Linked DNA regions of Mus musculus: region 1 is linked to region 2. The links are chromatin contacts, called in public Hi-C maps. All regions are on one chromosome and are shown on one strand. The core of a region is the stretch at or near the end of the contact, and the rest is flanking DNA. Distances in the headings are between cores, read along the strand shown.

Region 1 (7,232 bases), core at 1,017-3,516, 950 kb after region 2:
AACAAGAGAATATGTGAGTGCTCTGACTGAGGTATCAAAGGTTTCAGAAGGAAATATAGTAATACATTAATACTCCCAGATCTCTCTGTCTCTTTCTTTCTCTGTCTCTCTCTGTGTATGCCTTTGTCTCTCTCTGTGTGTCTGTCTGTCTGTCTGTCTGTCTCTCTCTCTCTCTGTGTATGTGTGTGTGAGAGAGAGAGAGACAGAGGCAGAAAGAGACACAGAGAGAGAGACTGACTTATGAATTACAGGGCACTTATCAAAGCTAAGGAAGTGATGTTTAGAGGTGGTTTATACTGAAGCTGTAGCACAGTTGGTAGAGTATTTCCCTAGTATGCATAAGGCCCTGGGGTCAATTCCTAGCACTACATAAACTGGGCATGGTGACGTATGTCAGAAATTCCAGCACTCAGAAGAGACGATCAGGAGATCAAGGACATCCTTGGCTACATAGTAAGTTTGAGACCAAAATGGATAAGCCGTGACCCTGTCTCAAAGTGGACAGTGGAAGCTAGAAAAACGGCTCAGCAGTTAGGAGTATTGCTCTTGCAGAAGACCAAGATTCAGGTCCTGGCACCCACTCTATGCAGCTTACACCTGCCTGTAACTCCAGCTCTAGGGGATCTTCTGGCCTCTGAGAGCACTTGCATGCACACAGTATACACACATACATACATACACACACACACACACACACACACACACACACACACACACAGAAAGAGAGATCAGAGGTCACAGAAATCCCCCTACTGCTGCCTTTCAGGTGCTGGGATTAAAAGCATACGCCATCATATCAAGCTAGAAGACATTTTAAGTACAAGGGTAAAGAAAAAGACACCCAGAAAGTGCCAGGCAGTGGTGGCGCACTCCTGTAATCCCAGCACTTGGGAGGCAGAAGCAGGTGGATTTCTGAGTTCAAGACCAGCCTGGTCTACAGAGTGAGTTCCAGGACAGCCAGGACTGCACGGAGAAACCCTGTCTAAAAACCAAAAAGAAAAAAGAAAAAAAAAAAGACACCCAGAAGAAAGTAAGACGGACCTGAGAGAGCAAGTGAAGGTCTCCATCCTTTAATTTTATTTTTAAGACCAAGTTTTGTCTTGCTCAGTTACCAGGCAGCCCTTGAAGTTTGAACTTGCCAGCCTCCTACCTTAGCCTCCTCCATAACTAAGATTATAAACCCCAAGATTACAAATCTGCACACCAGGCCTCACTCATCTCTTACTTCTTTTTTTTTAAACATTTTTAAATACTTATTTATGTATATGAGTATACTATAGCTGTCTTCAGATACACCAGAAGAGGGTATCAGATCCCATTACAGATGGTCGTGAGCCACCATGTGGTTGCTGGGAATTGAACTCAGAACCTCTGGAAGAGCAGTCAGTGCTCTTAACCACTGAGCCATTTTTCCAGCCCCTTCTCTTACTTCTTAAGTGGATCTTTCTTCACAAAGCTATTTCTCCCTATTCTGACTCCTTAGAAATCAAACATAGAATGATGGATCCAACACCCAGCGTGAGGTGCATGCCTGCAATCTCAGTAATAGGGGTGGAAGAGAAGACAGGACCAAGTTCGAGGCCAGCCTGGGCTACACAACAAGACTCTCATCCCTCTTCCCAATGTGGTCACGTGGAATAAATCTTCTTTTTCCTGCTTCCCACCTTTAATTTGGTTCGACTGCCTTATTGAGGATGGGTGGCCAGAGCTGACTTGAAACACACAGTATCACGTAAAGGTCAGTAACACACCAAATGCATATAGATGAATCTTCACACCTTCACGCAACCACCTCAGCTGATCCGGAAGCCAGGATCTCCTCCAGACCCTAGATGGTGCTTGCTAATAAGCACAGGAGTGGAGATTTAAGACCTGGCAGGCAGCCTTCTTCTCATCTGCAAGGCGCTGCAGAGCTGTGACATCATGGCTAACCATTACCTAATACTCAAGAGAAAGTCCAGTTTCACTGCTGCTCTGATAGCAAATCTGCAACCCTCGCTCTGAGCTGACCAGAGAAAAACACATATATCCAGAAGGCTTTTTCCGGGTATGTACTGGGGATCAAATGAAGAAATCGTATTCAAGGAGCCTGGTTTTGGGTCCTCTTGTAGAAGCCGGAAAAAAAAAAAAAAAAAAAAAAAAAGCTTTAAAAATAATAAGTAAGTGCAACAGCGCCACCTATGGAACGTCCTGCAAGGATCCAGAATCTGCAGACCACAGGCAAAGTTCAGCTAGCACAGGCACTGGGCAGCTTCATAGAAAGATGGCACTGTTCAACAGCTAAAGTCTGACACCCGGATGTCAACCAAAGAGACAGGCTCCCGGAGGACAATCTACGAACAGGAAGGGGTCTCAGAACTGGTTCTTCTTACAGTCAGCTGCCAAACTTTCTCCCAGTCTCTGTATTTTTCCCTAAAGGCAACTGAGGGGGCAGGAAAGATGGCTGAGCGGTTAAAAGTGGTTACTGCTCTCACAGAGGATTAGAGTTTAATTCCACCGCCTTACAACTACCCTAATGCTCTCTTCTAACCTCCAAAGATACCCTCAAACATGTGAGTGGATACATACATACTCACAAATAAAAATTTAGGGGCTAAAGAGATGGTTCAGCAATTAGGAACACTGGCTGTTCTTCCAGAGGTCCTGAACTCAATTCCCAGTAGCCACACGGAGGTTCACGACATAAATAAATAAACCTTTTTTTTTTAAAAAAATAGCCGGGCACGGTGGTACACACCCATACATAAACCCAGCACTTAGAGACAAAGGCAGGAAGATGGGATTGTTAAAAATTCAAGGCCAGCCTAGTCTCTATCTCAAGCTCCAGGTCAGCCAGGACTACACAGTAGCACCCTGTCACATAAACAAACAGATCTGTAAAATAACCATGACTTCAGTCTGTCCTGTTTTCCCAGACACTCCTTAAACTCAGGCCGCTGAAAAAAGAGTTCACGGTGACAGGCAGGGGCTCTGTAAGAGGCCAACTCAGTTGCCACCTTAACTCAGCAGGGATTCAATCGCTGGGTGACAAGTCTCTGTCCCTTTAAAAAAAAAAAAAAAGAGTACTCGCTCCAACCCTCAAATGTTCCCACTGGGGAGTTGTAAAGCCCTGCCTGAGGCTGAGGAGCGCTGGTAGATATTTGGACTTTTTCTTTTCTTTCCTTTTTCTTTCCTTTTTTTTTTAAGGTTTATTTATTTATTATATGTAAGTACACTGTAGTTGTCTTCAGACACACCAGAAGAGGGTGTCAGATCTCGTTATGAATGGTTGTGAGCCACCATGTGGTTGCTGGGATTTGAACTAGGGACCTTTGGAAGAGCAGTCAGTGCTCTTAACTGCTGAGCCATCTTACCAGCCCCTCTTTCCTTTTCCTTTTTCTCTTTTTCCAGACAAGGTTTCTCAGTTTATCTCTGGCTGACCTGGAACTCCCTCTGTAGACCAGGCTGGCCTCAAATTCAGAGACCCACCTGCCTCTGCCTCCCAAGTGCTGGGATTGCAGGCGTGCACCACCACAGCCTGGCTCTGGACCATGCGTCATGTCAGTCCCCACCATCGAATGCCAGTGACAGAGATGAGAACCAGGTGTTCTACCAGCAAGCCACACCTCAGGCCTGTTTTGATCAATTTAATGGTAAGTAATATTACCAAGTTCAGAGAGAAGAAAAAGTAGAGGCCACCACTACTAAGAAACCTTTACAAGTCAATGGTAAGCACTTTCTTCCAGTTGACTATAGAATATTCTATACATTTTGGGGTGGGGGTCCTATATAAGGGACCCAGGTCCTCCCACGGTGCTAGGCAGGAACTCTACAAGTGGGCTACCTTCTCCATCTTGGTTGTTTTGTTTTGTTTTGTTTTGTTTTTTCAAGACAGGATCTCATGTAGTCCAGGCTAGCCTCAAATATACTATGTAGCTAAGCCTGGCCTTCCATTCCTAAGCCTCGCTCTGAGTATGGGAGCCCAGCATCATATCTGGCTTTCCAGCCCTAATTTTTTAAAGAAACTATATTTTGTCCTTTAGTTATAGACCTACAGGTCCACATCCAAATCTTCAGAATAAAGATCAGTGCCCCAACTTGTGAGCAGCATGAAGCTAGGATTGAAAGACTAAAAGAAAGAATGAAGGGGAAAAAAAAAAACTACAAAAATTTTTTAATCTTTAAAAATTTTTTTTCTTAAGATTTTATTTTTATTTATTTATTATATGTAAGTACACTGTCGCTGTCTTCAGACACTCCAGAAGAGGGAGTCAGATTTCATTATGGATGGTTGTGAGCCACCATGTGGTTGCTGGGATTTGAACTCCAGACCTTCGGAAGAGCTATTGGGTGCTCTTACCCACTGAGCCATCTCACCAGCCCTTAAATTTTTTTAAAAGGGAAAGAAATGCCCCCTTTTCCGAGGAAATGCACTTGAAACTATTCAGCCAGGGTCTGTGAGGTCTGAAAGTGTTCAGCTGAATTCCTGGGGCCTGGAGAAGCAGCTTGTGGTGAGAAACTCCTACACGCTTACGGAGAGCACAATTCAGTTCCCAGCCACCACGTGATACAGCTCACAACTGCCTGCAACTCTAGCTCCCAGTGATGCAAGATTGTCTTCTGACCCCTGCAGGCACTCATGACAGACAGACAGATGCACACACACACATATACACACACACACACAGTGAAAATAAATCTTAAAAAAAAAAAAGTAGAAGTATCCTTGAGGTTGGAGAGATGGCTCAGTGGTTAAAAGCACTGACTGTTCTTCCAGAGGTCCTGAGTTCAATTCCCAGCAACCACATGGTGGCTCACAACCATCTGTAATAGGGATCCGATGCCCTCTTCTGGTGTGTCTGAAGACAGCTACAGTGTACTCATATACATAAATAGTTCTTTAAAAAAATACAAGTAACGAATATTCCTGTTACTACTTGCCAATCATCATAAAACCAGTGATACTGACAGCTGCCTCAGCCTTCCCCTACCATGCTCCACCCTAGCCCCTTCAGACAGGGTCCCTCACCTAAGGTCCCTTAGGCTGGCTTGCAGGGAGTTCCAGGGATCTGTGTGGTGGTGCTGCAGACAAGCTAGAACCTAGAACCTCCCAGGAGACAGGCTGCTGGCCGGGCACACCTGGGCACGCTGTCTTCATTATGTTAACTGAGGCGGGCCTTGGGCTATACAAACAGGGAAAGTGAACTGACCGCTGGCAGTCCTTTCTCTCTGCTTCCTGATTATGAGCATCACATGACTGTGACTCCATCCCCATATGGACTGCCACCTGCAATTAGGAGTTAAATAGAGCTTCTCCCTACACTGCTTTTGTCAAGAGTATATTGTCGCAGCAAGTAGGGAAAATAAATAAGAGAACTTGTCTCTGCCACCCAGTGCTGTGTTTCTCGTGTTTAGAAAACACATGTTCGGGGCTGAAGAGTTGGCTCAGCGGTTAAAAGCACTGACTGCTCTTCCAAAGGTCCTGAGTTCAAATCCCACAACCACATGGTGGCTCACAACCATCCGTAATGAGATCTGATGCCCTCTTCTGGTGTGTCTGAAGACAACTACAGTGTACTTACATATAACAATAAATAAATCTTTAAAAAAAAAAAAAAGAAAGAGAGAAAAAGAAAACACATGTTCTTACCCACTAAGCCATCTTCCCAGACCCTTTTCGCATGTGCGAGTGTGTGAGTGTGTGTGTGTGTGTGTGTGTGTGTGTGTGGTAGTTATGGTCAGAGGACAACTTGTGACAGTCAGTTCTCTCCTCTCCCACCACATGGATCAAAGTCAGGCCATCAGACTGAGTGGCCAATGCTTTTACCCACTGGGCCATACTCCTAGCCCTTCAGTGTCTTTTGAAATACTTTCTTGCTGTATAGCCCAGGCTGGCTTAGAACTCACTATGTAGCTCAAGCAGGCCTCGGACTCATGGGAATCCTCCTGACTCAGCCCCTTGAGATTAAATGACTTGGTCCCAATCACATGTAACAAAATGCTACATGCATCCGGGATTCTGCTCTTCTGTGGCTAAAAAGGAGAGCTGAAAGGTAAGGGAGGGTGCTAAATGCTTGGCTTGTCTGCCGCAAGGCAGGGCTGACACTACACACTAGCTGCTCTAGAGATTAGAATCTGAAGGAGGATGGTGCATCTGTCCCCCGGATTCAGCCTGCAATGAGCAGAAGGCCACTCCGCTTCTACGGTAGTCAGTCTCTTTGACCTCCTGGCCTTTCGGCTGTCACCTGAGTACAGGCTGTCCTCAACAATGAAAAGTTCCAACATTTTCACACAAAGCGGAGCTAAATGAAGACACTTCTCCTGAGACATGGACCAGTTCTTCTGTTCCTTAAGCTTCCTCTGTTCACAGCAAGGAAACAAGATGAAAGGAAACATGACAATGTTACCCTAAAAGCTTCAGGGGGCTTCACAGTCACAGCAGGGGGAGGGGGCGGCACACTGACAACCTGGGAGCTGACGAGGAGTGAGACTCCAGAGGCTGTGGTGTCTCAGCAGGACCCACAGCTATACCCACAACATGCAACCCAGCATCGGGGGGAGCTCAGAACCCAGGAGGCCAGAGCAGATTCCTCCCTACTCTCAGCATCTCCTTCCCAGCCCTACTCCCTTTCCACTCTGATGATGGAGGTGCCATCAGGGGCTTCTGGAAGACTAGCATAAAGGGCCCTGGAGAATCACGTGCCGTCATCTGAGCATGCCCCGCAGAACCCAGGACACTTAGCAGCTTCTGCATGCTCTACAGTAGGTGATGACAGAATCAATCTGATTCCCCTTCTAACACATCCGCTCCTGGGGACTGAAGCTCCCTGAGAAAGCCACACCTCCACGTCAGAGTCCACAGACTGACTGAATGACTACTTCTATGACTGTAGAGTTTGACTGTGACAGATCAAGAACCAGAACTATCTTGGGCTGCCTTTAGCACCTTAACAGCCATTCCTTGCCACCCCTGAGCCAACGTTCTTGTGACTATCTTCTAATGGACTAATTTAGCAGAACCCTACCTTCCACCAACCCTAAAGCTATGAATGTCATCAGATAGCAACTGAGACCTACTGCAGAGACTCCCCTGCTTTGCTGTAACCCCCAAACTGATGTCCCCGCCAATGTTTTTGATGAGTTCACTCATTTATGGCTGTCTTTGGTTCTGTGACTATAAAGAGCTCATATAACCATGTCCATAGTAGAAGAATGTCACCTGGGACAAACCGAATCTATGTTCCTGGCCTATA
Region 2 (6,891 bases), core at 3,542-6,041:
TGTTGCTTCCTGTTATTTTAGTTGTTAAAGGTGGCATTCTGTTCTTGTGGCTGTCTTCTTTTAGGTTTGTTGAGGGATTACCTTCTTGTTTTTTCTAGGGCGTTGTTCCCGTTCTTGTATTGGTTTTTTTCTGTTATTATCCTTTGAAGGGCTGGATTCGTGGAGAGATAATGCGTGAATTTGGTTTTGTCGTGGAATACTTTGGTTTCTCCCTCTATGATAATTGAGAGTTTGGCTGGGTATAGTAGCCTGGGCTGCAGTTTGTGTTCTCTTAGTGTCTGTATAACATCTGTCCAGGCTCTTCTGGCTTTCATAGTCTCTGGTGAAAAATCTGGTGTAATTCTGATAGGCTTGCCTTTATATGTTACTTGACCTTTTTCCCTTACTGCTTTTAGTATTCTATCTTTATTTAGTGCATTTGATGTTCTGATTATTATGTGTCGGGAGGAATTTCTTTTCTGGTCCAGTCTATTTGGAGTTCTGTAGGCTTCTTGTATGTTCATATGCATCTCATTCTTTAGATTTGGGAAGTTTTCTTCAATAATTTTGTTGAAGATGTTTGCTGGACCTTTGAGTTGAAAATCTTCATTCTCATCCACTCCTATTATCCGTACGTTTGGTCTTCTTATTGTGTCCTGGATTTCCTGGATATTTTGAGTTAGGATCTTTTTGCATTTTCCATTTTCTTTGATTGTTGTGCCGATGTTCTCTATGGAATCTTCTGCACCTGAGATTCTCTCTTCCATCTCTTGTATTCTGTTGCTGATGCTCAAATCTATGGTTCCAGATTTCTTTCCTAGGGTTTCTATCTCTAGTGTTGCCTCGCTTTGAGTTTTCTTTATTGTGTCTACTTCCCTTTTTAGGTCTAGTATGGTTTTGTTCATTTCCATCACCTGTTTGTATGTTTTTTCCTCTTTTTCTGTAAGGACTTCTACCTGTTTGATTGTGTTTTCCTGTTTTTCTTTAAGGACTTGTAACTCTTTAGCAGTGTTCTCCTGTATTTCTTTAAGTGATTTATTAAAGTCCTTCTTGATGTCCTCTACCATCATCATGAGATATGCTTTTAAATCTAGGTCTAGGTTCTCAGGTGTGTTGGGGTTCCCTGGACTGGGCGAAGTGGGTGTGCTGGGTTCTGGTGATGGTGAGTGGTCTTGGTTCCTGTTAGTAAGATTCCTCCGTTTACCTTTCGCCATCTGGTAATCTCTGGAGTTAGTAGTTATAGTTGACTCTGTTTAGAGATTGTTCTTCTGGTGATTCTGTTACCGTCTATCAGCAGACCTGGGAGACAGATTCTCTCCACTGAGTTTCAGTGCTCAGAGCACTCTCTGCTGGCAAGCTCTCTTACAGGGAAGGTGCGCAGATATCTTGTATTTGGACCTCCTCCTGGCCGAAGAAGAAGGCCCAAAACAGGACCTTTCTCAGACAGTATGTTGCTTTGGCAGTTCCCAGGTGGTACAGACTCTCACCTAAGCAGACTAAATTCCTAAGTTCCTTGGAGTCCCGGGACCAAGATGGCGACCGCTGCTGCTGTGGCTTAGGCCGCCTCCCCAGCCGGGTGGGCACCTGTCCTCCGGTCCGGAAGGTGGCCGGCTGTCCCCGGCCCACACAGGGTGCTGCCTCAGCGCCTCTGTGCTTCTGCCTGTTCCAGAAGCTGTCAGGTTCTCTGGCGCACCCTCTCACCTGTTCAGACTAATTTCCTAAGTTCGGCGGGTCTCGGACCAAGATGGCAACCGCTGCTGCTGTGGCTTAGGCCGCCTCCCCAGCCGGGCGGGCACCTGTCCTCCGGTCTGGACGGTGGCTGGCTGTCCCCGGCCCACAAAGGGTGCTGCCTCAGCGCCTCTGTGCTTCCGCCTGTTCCAGAAGCTGTCAGGTTCTCTGGCGCACCCTCTCACCTGTTCAGACTAATTTCCTAAGTTCGGCGGGTCCCGGACCAAGATGGCGACCGCTGCTGCTGTGGCTTAGGTCGCCTCCCCAGCCGGGCGGGCACCTGTCCTCCGGTCCGGAAGGTGGCCGGCTGTCCCCAGCCCACACAGGGTGCTGCCTCAGCCCCTCTGTGCTTCCGCCTGTTCCAGAAGCTGTCAGGTTCTCTGGCGCACCCTCTCACCTGTTCAGACTAATTTCCTAAGTTCGGCGGGTCCCGGACCAAGATGGCGACCGCTGCTGCTGTGGCTTAGGCCGCCTCCCCAGCCGGGCGGGCACCTGTCCTCCGGTCCAGACGGTGGCTGGCTGTCCCCGGCCCACAAAGGGTGCTGCCTCAGTGCCTCTGTGCTTCCGCCTGTTCCAGAAGCTGTCAGGTTCTCTGGCGCACTCTCTCACCTGTTCAGACTAATTTCCTAAGTTCGGCGGGTCCCGGACCAAGATGGCGACCGCTGCTGCTGTGGCTTAGGCCGCCTCCCCAGCCGGGTGGGCACCTGTCCTCCGGTCCGGAAGGTGGCCGGCTGTCCCCGGCCCACACAGGGTGCTGCCTCAGCGCCTCTGTGCTTCTGCCTGTTCCAGAAGCTGTCAGGTTCTCTGGCGCACCCTCTCACCTGTTCAGACTAATTTCCTAAGTTCGGCGGGTCTCGGACCAAAAAACTGTATATATTTATCATATACCAATGGTGTTTTAGAATAAGCTTTGTAGGCTAACAAATGCACCAATTACCTAACATACTTGCTTTTTGTGGCAAAAATACTTGAAATCTATTCTCAGTACTTTTCAAGCACCATGCCTTCTATTCACCACAGTCAGACAGATGTGTATTTTATTCAAGGCAGAAAGGGGTTGCTGCTTGCACCTAGCGTTGTTTCCACTGTGAGATTTGTTGTAGGGGGGGGAGGGGCGGTATTTAGGAGGTCAGAATTCTCATCTTTGTGTGCAACTTCCTGGGTGTCTCACAACTTGGGGTCCCAATGTCTTCCACCCTCCTGGCCTTGGCATGACAGACCTGGCAGAGCTAAACATCTATTACACTGAGTTGTTGATTCTCATCAACAGATCCCAGACTTAACTGCACGCCATGTTAACCTGCTGCAGCAGAGAGCATTTCTCATGGAACGGCCAAGGGAACTTTGATGATATACCTGATCAGTCCAGGCTAATAGTCTTTCATATTCTCTATATTCATATTCTCTAAAGACACTACCTGCCAACACCTGAGCCCAGCTTCTCAGTGTGATGGTGACTTCTAGGCCATCATCCTTCCCTCCACCTCCACTCCCCTGACTCAGATACAAGGTGTTTCACATGATTCTGCAGCTCAGCACCGCACCAGCAGCTGATGCGCATGCCTTTAATACGTCATCAATTACATGGCCTGGTTCCATTCCAAAGCAGCCTGCTTCCTAGGGTCATGTCTGATAGCAGTACTATATTCACCAGGGTAACTGGCAAGAGATGAAACAAACACACACAAACACAAACAACAACAAGAGGTAGCTTGGGGGGGGGGTGGTATAAACGGTGTTACTCAGACACAAAATTCAAAGACTTGTATTGTCTGATCTTAACAGACTACCCCACACTTAAGAAGCACTTCTACTTTTATAGAATGTAAGCTTCTCCAGGAAGAAGCTTTCCTCGCAGAAGTCTCCCTGGAGCTGAAGCCAGACTCTCAGGCACTAGTTCATCAGCTCTTGCATGACTGAGTGAAGAAATGACGGCCAACAGCAACTCAGAAAGGTTATGTAGGAACAGAGCCATCAGACAGTAGATGACTGCATCTAAGGAGCAGAGACCACTTCAGAACAGCCTTTCTTAATTGAGCATAAAACCAAATCCCCAAACACACAAATAAACAATGTCCTGCTGGGTGAATTTTCACAGGATAAAAATGCCCGCATAATCCCCATCCAGGTGGAGGGAAGCATAAAAAAAAAACAAAACAAAACAAACAAACAAACAAACAAAAAAACGGACCCAAGGCTCCTTCACATTCCATTCCAATCACAACTGCTAGAGATGACTACAGCTTCCAACCATTGAGGGACTCTGGCTTCTGTTATCAAAGGCAGAGTTTTGTGGTTGCTTGTTTGTATCAAAGTGTATCACTGTAGATCAGGCTGACCTACAGGACAATGCTCTAACCCAGGTTGACATATAGGAGATCACCAAAGCCTAGCTTGACCTATAGAAGGTCTCTGTAGCCCAAGTAGAACTACAGGAGATCACTATAGCTCAAGTTGCCCTACAGGAGATTAATGTAGGCAAGGCTGACTTACAGGAGATCACTATAGCCCAGGATGGCCTACAGGGCACTTTGTGGCACAGATTGTACTTTAACTCCCACTGTAGCCCATAGGATGATAGACCACACAAGTTTAAAGGTAGATTCTGATACCTGTACAAAAATGTGATAGGGCAGCCCACACAGTGATATGACTGAGGTCTGGTCACTCCACATTGTCTCTCTCATCTGGGATGCATCTGTTCCATGAGGTATGGCCACATCTCTCTCTCTTTCTATGAATGTGAATGAACTACATATTATCCATCCCACCAAGTATGATAGTTTCTTGTTATGTGTGATGAGGTTGTGAAAACTCCTACACGCAAACACTCATACCCTTTAGCTCTCAGTCATTACCTAGTGGAATTTCTAGGGATGAAGTTCTCATCGGTTCAGTTTTATAGCTATTGTCAACCAGCTTTACAAAAGGGCTATAACAATTTATAGTGCACCATTCAGTGTGAAGAGCTGATGATGAGACTCCATCACAGTTCCCTTGTCAGTCTCCTTGTTGTTTCTGGAGTCTAGGGAAATTGGCTGGGGCTCACTGTGGCTTGCGTATGCATTCATATCAGGAAGTCAAATGACTTGTAGCGTGCACAGTACTTCCTGCTATGATCTTGCGTGTGGTGACTGTTCTGTCTTTTACTCAGTTATCTGTAATCTTCCTTTTCCCCATTGGTTTGAAAGATAACTTCATCCTAGATCCAAACCCTTTCCTGTCAGTCATCTTCTCCCACCTGTGGCTTGTACAATGTCTCTATTGTACAATGTGCTTTGATGAAGAGAGGTTTGTAAATTTCTCTTAGACAAACTTAACCTTTGTAAAGAAACACAGCGGCCAGTGCAAGGTTCTGTCTTCTTGGATAGCTTGCCTCTGCAGTGGCATGGGGTACTACTCAATGTTACTTTTTGGAATTGTAACAATCAGGTAACATGCAGATCTAAAAAAATCTATCCTTAGTGAATTTTATGCCCACAATGAAGAAGGAATCAAGACATACTTCATGAATGACTAATCGAACAGCATTCATTTCTGTTTGCACTTAGGTGTCCTAGTGTGATTGTGTGTTTGTTGGGAAGGAATTGGATTTTGTTAATCTATTAACCCATTTCACACAAATTATGCATAATCTTCATTATGAGACTTTACAGAAATATTATTTATGGAGACATAAAACATCTGTCTTTTTTCCACTTTTTAAATATTGTATTAGATGTTCCTGCTAACTTTTTTTTTTCAGATCTGTGAACTAAACCCAGGGCCTTATGCTTGCTAGGCAAGTGCTCTACCACTGAGCTAAATCCCCAACTCCCTGCCCCTGCTAATTTTTATTACATAAAATGACTCCTATAGCCAGGAGTGGCAGCACATAAATACAAAACCACTCAAACATGCAAAGCATGCAAACAAACACACATAGTCATACAGACACATACACAAACACATACTTCCCCATACACATGTAAGCACCCAAGTGCACACACACTGCCTCCTGGTCCACATAAATGTTGTCATGTTTGTAATCGTCAGCTTTTTCCCTATCACATGTCTGCTCTGACGTTCATCTACTATTACAACTATTGAGAATCCAATCCCAGGAAAGCCATGTTGAGAGACCAGATGCCATGCGAAATGAAACACAGCCATGTGGGAACTGAGGCCCCACTTAAGGTCCACTTACAGCCAACACAAGCTGGCTAGACCTAAGGGTGAGCCTTCTTAGAAGCAGACATTCCTCAGCTGCAGCCATGTACAGGGAGATAGGTGCTCCAACTGAGCCTTGCCCAGACTGCAAAATCATGAGGAAGTGCCGACTTTTGCTGTACAACTTGCAGTAGCTGGTTATGCAATGGTATCTAGTTAAAATAGAAATGGTATCAGAAATGGGTTGCTGACATTACAGAATTCATAATGCTGGCATTTGCTTTAAGTCTGGGCAATAGGAAAATGGTAAAGACAGCACGAAGGGGATTGGACAACAGAGAATCTGGGTTATGTAGCAGCAGGAGATAAAGTAAGAGAACTGTCACATGTCGAAGAAAAACCGCGATCTAATGATCTTGTGGTTGGCCTGGAGATTTCCAGGCAGACAGTTGAAAATGCAGCTTTTTTTTTTTTCTTGCCTGTGATGAAGTCCAGAGAGGTGATAGACTTAAGGAAGGGATTCATTCTCAAGCTAAGCTTTGAGAATATGAAGGAGCCAGAAATCAGACCACTGGGCTAAAACGTGAAACTGATTCTCTACTCCAGTCTTTCTCAGAAGAAAAAAAATTTCAAGGTAATAAATAATGACTTTTAGGTAAAAATAAAATCCAAGGCACTGTGGATAAGTTGTAGTGTCAGGGGCAAGATTGTTTCAAGATTGCTGGTTACATCTTCAGAAATGTAGCACACAGCCTCATTGGTACAGCCAGACATAACAGTTCCAGGGAATCTATGTATACCTCCTATGACATTCCAGCTTGATAAAAGGGGGCCTACAAATCTTACAAGCATTTCCCTAGACCTGATGTGACAGCATAGAGCAGCAATAGGCTTGAGTTCCATGTAGGAGTGAAATTCTATCTGGTGAATCATACCCAGGTTTCAGAAGAAACCCTCATTGATTTTTAAGAAACGTCTATTGATACCAAATTAAGATCCAATGAAGGATGGAAGAGTTTAAGGAAAAGAAGCCCT

What was found. Hi-C and Micro-C count contacts between places; a contact is called where the count stands out from the background.
Region 1: a Hi-C map of the HPC-7 cell line shows a contact between it and region 2, with 7 times the contacts expected there. The contact joins two enhancer-like sites. A contact is called at or near these places in 1 of 39 promoter capture datasets (hippocampal neurons), 5 of 15 datasets of contacts at CTCF or cohesin (the NIH/3T3 cell line, hippocampal excitatory neurons, large pre-B cells and 2 more), 35 of 484 Hi-C or Micro-C datasets (the 63-12 cell line, the AML12 cell line, the BV-2 cell line and 24 more) and 2 of 115 datasets of contacts at active chromatin or transcription factors (astrocytes and embryonic basal ganglia).

The regions. Positions count from the first base shown.
Region 1 is chr15:73,042,520-73,049,751 of GRCm38.p6, forward strand. All of the region lies in intron 4 of Trappc9 (trafficking protein particle complex 9), which reads right to left. Among named protein-coding and RNA genes, the nearest start is that of Trappc9, 15 kb to the right of the region's middle. Within about 2 kb of position 2,267, at least 24 of the 459 cell types and tissues checked have an H3K27ac peak or open chromatin away from gene starts, as enhancers often do. A contact at or near this core is called in the HPC-7 cell line, where this site is marked.
Region 2 is chr15:72,092,775-72,099,665 of GRCm38.p6, forward strand. It overlaps a transcript of Col22a1 not described here. Among named protein-coding and RNA genes, the nearest start is that of Col22a1, 62 kb to the left of the region's middle. Within about 2 kb of position 4,792, at least 2 of the 459 cell types and tissues checked have an H3K27ac peak or open chromatin away from gene starts, as enhancers often do. A contact at or near this core is called in the HPC-7 cell line, where this site is marked.